2 separate regions of the Zea mays genome follow, and region 1 is linked to region 2. The links are chromatin contacts, called in public Hi-C maps. All regions are on one chromosome and are shown on one strand. Each heading gives the region's core, a stretch centred on a gene start, on an enhancer-like site or on the middle of the called end of the contact. The rest is flanking DNA. Distances are from core to core; before and after follow the strand shown.

The links. Hi-C and Micro-C count contacts between places; a contact is called where the count stands out from the background.
Region 1: a contact with region 2 is called in a Hi-C map of ear, with 2.3 times the contacts expected there. The contact joins the promoter of LOC100191949 here to the promoter of LOC100277439 in region 2. A contact is called at or near these places in 2 of 25 Hi-C or Micro-C datasets (ear and leaf).

What each region holds. Positions count from the first base shown.
Region 1 is chr1:71,554,532-71,560,422 of Zm-B73-REFERENCE-NAM-5.0, reverse strand. LOC100191949 (transcription initiation factor TFIID subunit 9B) reads right to left here and starts at 2,200. Exons shown (of 2, transcript NM_001137373.1): 1 at 1,857-2,200. The coding sequence starts at 2,174. It overlaps TRNAS-GCU (transfer RNA serine (anticodon GCU)), which reads left to right and starts at 2,311; the gene lies at 2,311-2,392.
Region 2 is chr1:71,248,351-71,254,405 of Zm-B73-REFERENCE-NAM-5.0, reverse strand. It overlaps LOC100277439, which reads left to right and starts at 3,168. Exons shown (of 5, transcript NM_001367324.1): 1 at 3,168-3,389. The coding sequence starts at 3,273.

The sequences.
Region 1 (5,891 bases), core at 951-3,450, 310 kb before region 2:
TATTTAATAACCTCAAGAAATTATAATAAAAAAATATAAAGTGTTTTTTGAAACAAAGCTTCACAAGCCAATCTGAATATACAACCAAAAATTTGAATTGTTGACTACACATGTCCCAGAACAGTGCTTTGTGACCAGAGAAATTATTCATTATGAGCTAAGCGAGAAAGATATAAATTTACTCTTTTCAAATGTTAATTGGTACTTCCTACACTTCCTTAGGTAACTGATGTATCATTTTCTAGGCGAGCAATACATATTGTACTTTTTTTTGTGAAGAGTCCAAGGGATCAACAGGGATCACGTTAATTGTATTTAGTAATACCACATTTAAAGAAATCTCTTATCAACATAATAAGAATGTCCCTCATAAGGCAATAAATATCCATAGTGATGCCGCTGATGCCCATAACAAGCAAGGAGAAATCAATTGTGTTCGCGACATTGTAATCTTCCAGAAATGCACCTTAAAACTCAGTACTAGGTGTCGTGAGGAAGCACTCAAACACTTCATACCCATAACATCACTTTATCACTGAATGGTCATATGGAACACTTGATTATATGGTTCTGCTCATAGGTTAGTCCGTACTTTGTATGAACTTCTCAACAGATCAAAATATTATAGCAGATAGTCAATTAACAGAACCAATAGGAATTGGTGAGTCAGAGTATTTTATCAAAGAATCTGGACAAAAAGTGTCAATAGCCTTGTCATATTTAGATGCATAAAATGAAGATTTTGAAACACAAGAAACACCTGAGGCAGAAGGACAAATACAACCAAACGACAAAGCAGATTAGTTCAGTGCAGTTCTAGTATTATGCCAAGTATTAGTCTTAGATGACGTTTAAGAATGTGGAGGAATCATTAAAAGATGGATGATTTCAATTTAGCTATAAATTATTATCTTCCTAAATCAAGATGCAATGCAACAACCAGAGTGTTATGGTACAGAGGAAGTTCACCTTTGATTACGAACAGAGGGAAATCTGAAATAAAAAACAAAATACAATACCCTAATGCAACAGTGTTCAATCCTACAAGTATCAATCAGGAATTATCTACATCTACAAATTTAAAATGCAGCTGGTGGGTGGCAATCAATTTCAAACTGAACCATTTAAAGCTTATGTAGCACGCAATGCACTAGCTGTCATTTTCCCATATGAAAGCTAGTTCCTAACCAATATGATCCTAGTGTATGGCCAAAGTGGTTTTAATAACAAAAATTGTTACAGACATAGGAAGTAAAAAGATCACCATATTCTGCAATGCAGCACGGGAATGATAAGTACCATTAGAATGCATGAAGACACAGCTTTTGAAACTTCAAGAATTTATTACAACACATGAATAATTAATTTTTGTAGTAGTTTAGAATTCTGAATCTTCTCTTAATGGTTATGTTTTGGATTAGGATGTTATTGTCTCTGATCTATGTGGCTTTTAGTATCTAAACTCTTTCTGAATCTATGTTGTATATCGACATTTCCATCTCTCTATCAACGGAATTGAGCAGGGACCAATTAATAAATTTAAAAAGACATAATTTCACTAAGACTATAAATAGTAGATACTACTTCATGATTAGAGAGATGCCAGCAAAACTCTTATTAATATTATATTAACAAAAACAATGGTAAAGAAATATCAGGTTCTCGACCAAACTAATCCAGCAAAAACAAAACTAATTCAAAATCAAGTTTCAACTATACGGGCAGCAAAATAACTAGGTTTCATGGACTCGGCCGTATAAAACCAACGCAGGGAGAAAGTTGCTTTGGCGGGGATAGAAGAAAATAAACATAAGCCAACTGATTTGCCCAAACTGAGAATAGGGTAGGATTGGTACCTCACGCGGCGGCGGCTGGGAGAAGGAGAAATTGACCTTGGCCTGGATGGCGAGGCGGACGTCGTCGGCGTCGATCTGAGCCTTCCCGGCGTGGTCGGCGTAGACTTGGGCGTCCCCTAGCACGTCTCCGACGTATCGGTAGGCCAGGTCCAGGAACTGGTGCACGACGCGGGGTTCGTACTCGCCCTCACCGAGACCCATCGAGCGCAGGAGCTCCCGCACCACCCGCGCGTCCCGGGGCTCGTCCGCGACGGAGGCCCCGGCGACTGCGGCAGCAGCGGCCGACGGTGCCGATGGACGCGCGCCGGCGGCGTCCATGAGTGGTGCGGGGTGGGGTTTCGGCGTTTCGGGAGTGTGGTGTCACCGTGTCAGGGGCTCAGGCAACCTGCTTCAGCACACGGAGAGATTATGTTTAACTACCTTATATTGTCAAATATTCTGTACTGCAGCAACTGACGCTTTGGCCGAGTGGTTAAGGCGTGTGCCTGCTAAGTACATGGGGTTTCCCCGCGAGAGTTCGAATCTCTCAGGCGTCGGACTTTTTAAATTGTTTCTCTTTTTCTTTTTTATCGACTTTTTTAATTGTTTCTCTTTTTCTTTTTTATTTTTTCCTTTTTTATTTCATTGCATAAGCTAATTTAGCACTCGAGTCTCTCTGTTACCTTTTTTTAACCATTATCTACTAATTTAGAGCTTCCAATTACCTTTTATTTTGGTACCATATTGTTTTTTGGATTTTGTCAATTAGTTGAACCACAATCGTTCTAAAGCTATCTTAAGGTGTGTTTTGCAAGCAGAATAGAGCTATTCTATTTTTTATTTGGTTAAAGGGTATAACAGAACAGATCCACTCTGTTCTTTGTTTAATTAAAGAGTCATACGAGTATAGAGGTGAGAAGAGAGAAAAATACTCGCGTCCGAAAGAGCGCTCGCATCCGACTATTTTGGTGGAGCGGGGACACTTCAACTATTTATAATAAATTTCTATATAGAGACTTTATGAGCCGCTTCGCTTCTCTTTTATTGGAAATCAAATATTCATAAACTAGAATGAAGCCCTCCATTCTCCTTAACCAAACACACCCTTAACGATTGTATGTTTACATATTAATAAATTCACACAAAGTTTGATGTATTTATTTTATATATGCATTTAAATTCATCATCATCTATTTGAATATAAATATAAAAATTAAAAGCTAAAATAAATACTATTTTGGGACGAAGGGTTATATGTTCCTGTATGTGTATCGGTATGTTTATAGATATGTATAAGTATATGGTCGTATTTATGAATATAGGCGTATGTAACTATGTATTGAGTACACGCCCGTACTTATATGTATATGTGTTGCATTTTTTTTATTAGTAGACTAACCACTACTCTAGTGTTGCATTTGAGACAAGTTATGTCTACATTCAAAGTTGAGCAAAATTCATATCCGTTATTGTATGCATATCCGCATGTTTATAGATGCGTATAGGTACATGCTCGTATATATGAATATAGGTGAATGTATTGAGTACGCGCTCATACTTATATACATACTTTTATATATTTTGAGCAGTGTGCTTCCAAAAGCTAGAGAAAGCTCTGGTTCAAATGTTGTCATACGGTTCAATCGCACCACCTCAAATTGACCCAGACTCCGGGCGTCTATAAAAACAGCATAGACCCAGGGATTAGGGTTTCGATGCCTAGCGACAGCGTGAGGCGCGAGGGGCGCCAGAGGCACGACATCAGCGAGAGGCGGGCGACATCGATGAGCGTCAGGCGACATCAGCGAGCGGTGCCCGAGACACGAGCTCCATGGCGGCCGCGTCGCCTGAGGCGCGAGCGGTGGCGTCGGCCACGACCTCATGAGACGTGAGCGGCGACGGAGGAGACGCCAACGACAGCATTCAAAGACGAAGACCTCCTCTAATGCAGTGCATCTCGGGCATCCTCCGACGATGACCACCTCCGATCCGACGGCCTCGGGGCCGTCCTCCAGCGACGAACTCCCCTGATCTATGTTTATGCCTTTGATGATTGTGTTTTATACCTATTACTTACACAATTTCTGCATTTATGTTGGGAACCTGCCTGTCTGGGTAAGTTGATCCAACGAGGGAGTGGAAAGTGTGTTTGCAAAGTTTAGCATGGAATGCCAAAAGCTTCGTTAATCTCCCGTGTGCGGGCACTGTACGGGGGTATTTATAGGTAATCGAGGGGCTGCCTGTCCCTATCAAAGACGTTTAGACCCTCGAGTACCCGGTTTATCCCTAGAATAATCCCACGAGGGGAGGTTACAGATAGTCAGTAAGGTAAACCCTATTACAGACACGACCCTTATCGCACTTGTTGTCGCGGGGCCCAACACTATGGGCCGAATCACACATGGGCCTCCCCCGACAGTGAGGGCGCGGGAGGTCCGTAGATGTAACACCCCAGGTGTCTATCGTCTGCTCGACCACGAGTACGAACTTTAACACGTAATAGCGGTGAATAAAATGGACACTAAATTTTAATCATCTTTGTGTATCACGATTTTGATATCGTGTATGTCTCCATCTGTCTAAAATGTCCTAATTTATTTTGCAAAATTCAGACTTCAGTAATCTTTCAAAACATCGAATCCAATATCGTTTGGGTTGAGCCATCGACGTCTTGCCCAAACTCTAATTCTTGAAATCGGATCTGGTTCCTAAACTGTGTTTCAAATTCTTTCACGCTTGTGTTACACATGTCTCTCTGTCGCCTGGCATCATGGCGCGTGGCAGGTGCTAACCGGTGTCTAGACATCGCACAACCTCTCTACGTGTGCGTCACATAGCATCGTTTCTGTGAAGTCTCGCATATGCATCTTTGAAGCGTCCCGATCCTTTGGGACTCAAATGTGATACAATTACTAGTCCCAGGAGGCTAGTAACCACATTCCTTACTTCAAATAGTACAGAGTCTGAGTAAATGTTATTACAATACCGGGGGTACAAGCTCGAGAGTGAGCCGGAATTATAAAACACAGTGGAAGATAAATTAGCCCAAGCCACATGCAGAACTGGGTGAAGACACAGCCCCTTCAATCAAGCATAACAGAAAAGAAGTCTTCAGCTGCTGAAAAACATAAATAAGTCTGGGTGAATACACTAGGTATTCCGGCATTCCGCTAGCCCACCCGGCTCCCGTAAAGAGAAAGAGACCTATATCATACATGCTTCATATGGTGGAGTTAAATTCACTCTTCTTTTTCTCAGAGAAAGGCAATACTTGTTGTTAGGGTTTTCCCGAAACAATAGAAATGACACTTGCTTAACCACCACTGATCTTCCTGCTCCCGTGGCACCATTTTCCTTTCTAGAGACACACTCACACTCACAAATATTTCCCTGTTCCTAGTTGTTGTAGAAACACTAATTGTCATACCACACCAGACTTGTCCATACTAGTGGACACGGACTATTCGAATAGGTTTAAACTCTGAGCAGAGGGGTACACTTTACCCACTAGTCCGGCTCTGCGATCTCACGGCCAATGAGATCCGAATCCGAATCTCTTTCCTTCCTCGCACGTCCTAACCTTAATGGTTATACCGGAAGAAGTCAGGCCACCGCCATATCCAAACCGGACAAAACATTCCCCCTCCTTATCCTCCCGGTGCTCCCCAGCCTTCATAACCCTGGGGTTGGACCGTACGAGTTCAGATCGAGTGACTGCCCACACAGCCTCGAGTGGTTGTACTTTTCATGAGTACAGGTAGTGAAGGATGACAAACCGGTCCTTATACGAGAGGACAATCCTTCTGGTCACGCCTAAACCAGTTGAGCCATCACCTTAGGCCCTCCCCTAAACCAGGGAGTCCCTGATCATCCTACTCACCAAATGATGAGGGTGAATACCCTTCATCGCACACTTTTTGGAAAACATCGTTATTCATACCCCTTTTCTTATCCCATATCTTGTGATCAAAAGGTATTAGTTAATGCGGGCTCTCTCATGCTCACTATGCAGATAGATTCCATCCCTAAATCCCGGCTTAGGTAGTGGCAGAGAGA
Region 2 (6,055 bases), core at 1,919-4,418:
AAAATATAATTCGTTTTAGACTAATCAAATATGTAACATATAAATGTAGTTTCCATATATGTTTATATTTATTATCATTTGGATGAATGTGGATGAAAAAATGGGCTATAGAAAACTATATTTTAGAACGGATGAGGTAGATTCTAGTTCGAGACTTTAACCATTTAAAGACTTCTTCCCCTTATTATAACGCTCTTGAACCTTTTGGACTTCTTCCCCTTATTATAGAGCACTCATTGAACATCCAACAACACTGAGACATCGAATTCAAGCCTTTGCTTTAGCAGATTGAGATTTAGGCACTTGTTTTGAGTTGTAACTCCACTGTGTTGTCTTTGTGCTCCTCTCTCTCTCGTTTTGTGTGCGTGAGTCACTGCAAGTTTGTCTCGTGTGTGTGGTTCTGTTCCCTCTCTTACTCTTGGGGTTTAATTGTGATCAATTATGTAAGGGTGAGAGACTTCAAATTATTGAGATTCCTCACAAAGGAAAAAACTTGAGATAAGGAAGAATAGCGTGGTACCCAAGTTTGATCTTTGGATCACTTGAGAGGTGTTGAGTGCAACCCTTGACCGAAGGAGGTCATCACAACATGGAGTAGGCATTGACCGAACCACGGGATAGAATCACCGTGTCACTTGTGCATCTTTCTATCGTGATTATTTTTTTCTTCCATAGAGTTCTCACTTATTCACTTACGCTTTTGTTCCTAAGTTCAATACATATTCTAAAGAAACGGTCAATTGGAGAGTTCTCTTCTCTGTATTCATATCACCTTGATTCTAATTTGATACTCTTTAACCATTTAAAGACTTGTTCCCCTTATTATAACGCGCTCTCGGGCCTTTTGGACTTCTTCCCCTTATTATAAAGCACTCACTGAACATCCAACAACGCCGAGACATCGAATTCAAGCCTTTGCTTTAGTAGATTGAGATTTGGGCACTTGTTTTGAGTTGTAACTCCGTTATGTTGTCTTTGTGCTCCTCTCTCTCGCTTTGTGTGCGTGAGTCAGTGCAAGTTTGTCTCGTGTGTGTGGTTCTATTCCCTCCCTTAACTCTTGCGGTTTAATTGTGATCAATTGTGTAAGGGTGAGAGACTCAAAATTGTTGAGATTCCTCACAAAGGGAAAAAACTTGAGATAAGGAAGAAAAGTGTGGTACCCAAGTTTGATCTTTGGATCACTTGAGAGGGGTTGAGTGCAATGCAACCCTTGACCGAAGGAGGTCACCACAATATGAAGTAGGCATTGACCGAACCATGGGATATAATCACCGTGTCACCTGTGCATCTTTCTATCGTGGTTATTTTTTCTTCCATGAAGTTCTCACTTATTCACTTGCGCTTTTGTTCCTAAGTTGAATATATATGCTAAAGGAACAATCAAGTGGAGAGTTCTTTTCTCTTTCATATCAGCTTGAATTTTAACCATTTAAAGACTTCTTCTCCTTAGGCCATGTACAGTGGTGTTTAATGTGGAGGCTCTTAAGGTGTTTAAGGGGGTTATTTGCAAAAAAATCTTAGAGCCATCTCTCCGTGAAGAGACGCCTCTGGCTCGTAAACCAAGTAGCAACAGACGCCTCACTTTTCACTGTATGAATTTGTCCTCTGTTCTATCGATCTGATGCTATACAAATACATTTAATTATGTATTTATTAATAGACTACGTTTATAGACACTCCATTGTACAATAGAGTCTCTTAGGCCTTGTTCGTTTACATCGGATTGTACCCGGAATCGTTCCGGCTAATCAAAGTTTATATAAATTAGAGAAGTAATCCGGCTCGAAATCGTTCCGACCCACCAATCCGACACAAACGAACAAGGTCTTAGTTATCTCCTGTGCTTGGAGAACCGGTTTGGTGTCTCTCCACTGTACATGTCCCTTGTAACGCGCTCTGGAGCCTTTTGGACTTCGCGATGTCGTATATTAATTTGAACATATATATATATATACTACCCCGTGAAAAGAAGACTGTAGGATTAATAAATATGACTTTCTACTTGTCCTCAAAACACTACCCCCGTTTGGATTGACTGAGCTGAGCACGTACGGATTCTTGACATCTCGAATCTCAGGGCATTCCAACGGGCGCTAATAAGGTTGTAGGCGACGCACGGCTGTGGGAACATATGATTGCTGCAATGAAGCGTGTGATGACAAACCATCTCCGAGGTCCAGGGGGGCAGGGCAGGGCATAGCATAGCATAGCTAGGGGAGAAGCACGTGTAGCAGCGCGACAGACGAGAGAGCAGATAGCAGAGAGCACGCATGAGTAGAGTAGCGGCCTGGAGCTAGCTACAGTAGGAGTAGTAGTGTATATGCTTGCTAGCTCCTCCGCATCGTCGCGGATGGACCCACCCAGACCCAGCGGCGAGGCCTGGACGGGTGGCTGGATCCCTCCCTCTGTCTCTCTCTGAGACTGTGCCCGTCTCTAGATCCGGCCCCGACAATCTTTCAAGCCCCGGCCACGGCCAGTCTCTCTCCTCTGCTGTCACACCCCTTCTCTCTCTTTCTCTTCCCCCCGGCCCTCCCTCATGCATATGCATGGTACTCGCATTAGATTCTACTCCTAGCTCACTCGTCAGCAGTCTCGTCTCAGATTCAGCCAGTGGTGGCGGACTGGCGGCCTAGCTAGCTAGCTATAGCTGCGCGTTGCGAGCTTGCATTGCTGCACCGGAGTAGTAGTACTAGTACCGTACTACCATCTCTTTCTCTCTCTCTCGCAGCACAGCCACAGCAACACTAGGGTATACTACCCGGAAAGAGAGAAACGAAGGCTTGGCTGCCGCTGTCTCTCTCTTCTCTCTCTATTCTCTCTCTCTCCCCTCCATCATTGATCATTGCCGCCCGAAACGGCAACCCGCCACCATCCCACTGCACGCTGCAGCTCGCCCCGTCCTCCTCCTCCTCATCCTCCTCTCCCCCTTCCCCACCCCCATGTGCTGGCCTGCAGCAGCTCGCTCCACTACCGCCATTTAATCCTCCTCGCGCTCGCTCGCTGCTGCTGCGCCTCTAGCCTAGTAGGCTCTCTGCCTCCCATCATTCGATTCCTTTGCACTTGCTGTGCTGGCTTTGCTTGCTCTTGCTCTCCCCTCGCCAGCAATAAGCTCGGCCCCATTCCGCTTCTGCCATCAAGCCCTTGCCGCGCGCGCACCCGCGCACTACGTATAACCAGCTAGAGTAGCTTGGTAGCTAGGCTCGGCTCGCTAGCGAGCTCGTCGATCCAATCCATCGCTCGTTCGTCCACTATAACAATCGACGACGTGTACGATGGCAGCTGCGGCGGCGCCGAGGCCCAAGTCGCCGCCTGCCTCGCCGGACCCCTGCGGCCGCCACCGCCTCCAGCTCGCCGTCGACGCGCTCCACCGGGAGATCGGCTTCCTCGAGGTACACTACAGTACGCATTAATTAATAAATACTAATATATAAACCTCACCTGCACATGCTCGCATACCACCACCTCTCATATCACTCCATCATCGATTACGCTGCACTGCTCGGCCGTCTTCCCGACTGCCGGGCCTTTCCGCATTTTAATTTGCATGCATCACCTATATGACACCATATCTTATGAGCAAGGAGCCCTGCTGCTCCCATGAGCAAAATCAATCCAGACCACACCCTCCACATCCAACGGTGCTGCGTCAGGGGGGTTTTTGTAAAATGTTCAGAGTTGTAAAGAACATTTTACAAAACCCCCTGACACAGCACCGTTGGATGTGGAGGTTGTGGTCTGGATTAATTTTGCTCATGGGAGCACCAACGCTCCTTGCGCACAAGATACGTTCTCTATATGTTCCTTGCTGCTGAGTCAGATGCGCTTCCCTTTCTCTCTCTGTACTGAAAATGCAATCGCATGCGTACGTGCAGACTGCACAAACAAAGGATGACGAATTGAGGATAACGAAATTGAAATTACCAGTTGCGCTAGCTCTGGTTGGTGGTTCTCGCTCGATCCGGCCGGCCGCGAGAGAAACTGAAACGCTAGCGCTAGCTAGCACTAGCAGCAGTGGGGCGATTCATGAGACCGTTACCTTGAAAGCTAGCTTAGTAGTTCTTTAATCCTCTGGGCTTGCTGGTTTATTAGTTTAGGCCTCCGGGCACGTGCGGACCCGTACGTACGTACCATGGATTTGCGCGCGTGTCAAGGCTCAACACTCTGCGCTTTATATTCGTTTTGCCTACCATTTCCCACGACTACTTACTCCGTCGTCTCCGTCTCTCTACTCTATTTAGCTAGCTTGGATTCTTCTTTGTCTTCTGCCTGCCGCTGATACTACTTCTCTCTCTCTCTCTCTCAAGAATCAAAGCACTACTACTACTGCTGATTCAGTTCTGTTCTATATATCTAGCTACTAGCTAGGGTTTAAGGGATCTAGGATCTCTACATGTACAAGAAGATACAAGGCCGGCGGCCCACGCTTTGATTATTGGTGTCACACTGTCACATATGCATCTCCTAGTCCTAAATACTCCTCTCGTATGGCATGCATGCATGGCTTTTAATACACTATCCGTATGATCGATTACCCGCACCATCTCATCTTATATCACCGCATTTGTTGATTTTACTTAAGATTATGTTTGGTTGTTTGTATGTGTGAGTCACGGCCTGCATAGGTGGATGCAAAATAAGCCATTTTGATGTTACTAAACTGCATCCACCCATACGCTCAAAATTATCGTATCTAGCCAGTCAGGACGGTGTCAGCCTGCGCATGGACGTGCATCCATCCAATCAGGCTGTATAATACATCACCTAACCGCCTTATCTAGGTACTCTAGTATCCACGTGTATTAAGATGAATCGAGATGTGAATTAGTTTAATTTATACCCCCGCCCCCAATCCACCCCCAATACATATGGATTGGGGTGAACACTATAGTACCCAAACAAAGCTGTAGGCGTAAGTGCACACCTTGCATTGCTGGCTACACCGGCGCACACTACACTATAGTAGCAGGCGCGTGTAGTATATGCTAAAACATATTCCCTTCATTTTTTATTTTGTCATGGCTTAGTTCAAAAATAAACTAGCTTACGATAAATATTCAAGAACGGAGCTAGTATATATTTAAACAGCCTAAATCAAGGCTTCCTTTAGCTCATCAATGAAAAACTCCGTGCAACCTGCCCTTTGCTAACTTTATTGTTTTAATGTATTATTATTATTGTTGTTGTTGTTGTTGTTATTATTATTATTATTATTATTATTATTATTATTATTATTATTATTATTATTATTATTATTATTATTACTACTATTATTATTATTATCTGAAACATAGTCAGCAGGGCATACGCGACATAAAGTTGCTTCTGATCTGATGGTATAGGGAACGCTCCACATTTGCAACTACTCATGCTGTCCAGCAGCCTGCTCACTAGCTCAGAGCTATGTCAGCTACCCAAGCAATAAAATACTCCTGAAAACATACGTTAATTAAACACTATTTACTGCCCGATGAGCATGCAGAAACACAGCTAGCCCTGCGTTGCCATCGGTGTACTGCATATATGGCAGAGTTATTAATTAATCTAAACCGACAAATTCATTTAGCTCTCCGCAACGTACTGATGATGTTCTACAACATACTCATGCATGACCTTACTGGCTACTGCACCAGCAGCTTGCAGCCTATATGCATGTCTTTCTTCCTTGATGCATACATAGTCGTACTCCGCATGGCCGCATATATAACGTACGAGTTCCTTTAGGCTATTACTAGCAGCTTATCCATCTTCATCTTTTTATATTTAAACTTCACTCTTCCAACACTACACAGTCTACCTTGTAAAACAGTTTTTTAGACGACCATACAAGTGAATTGTTAAAGACTGTTTAATTTTGGCGGTCTATTATTAGGACATTAGAATTTTTTTGACGTGTCTTCCCTTCGCCTTCGGACGTACTCCCTCCGTTTCTTTTTATTTGTCGCTGGATAGTGCAATTTTACACTATTCAGCGACAAATAAAAAGAAACGGAGGGAGTACCACCGTCGACGCCTCACCAATCACCATGGCATGGCATGCACCACGTACGAGACGGTA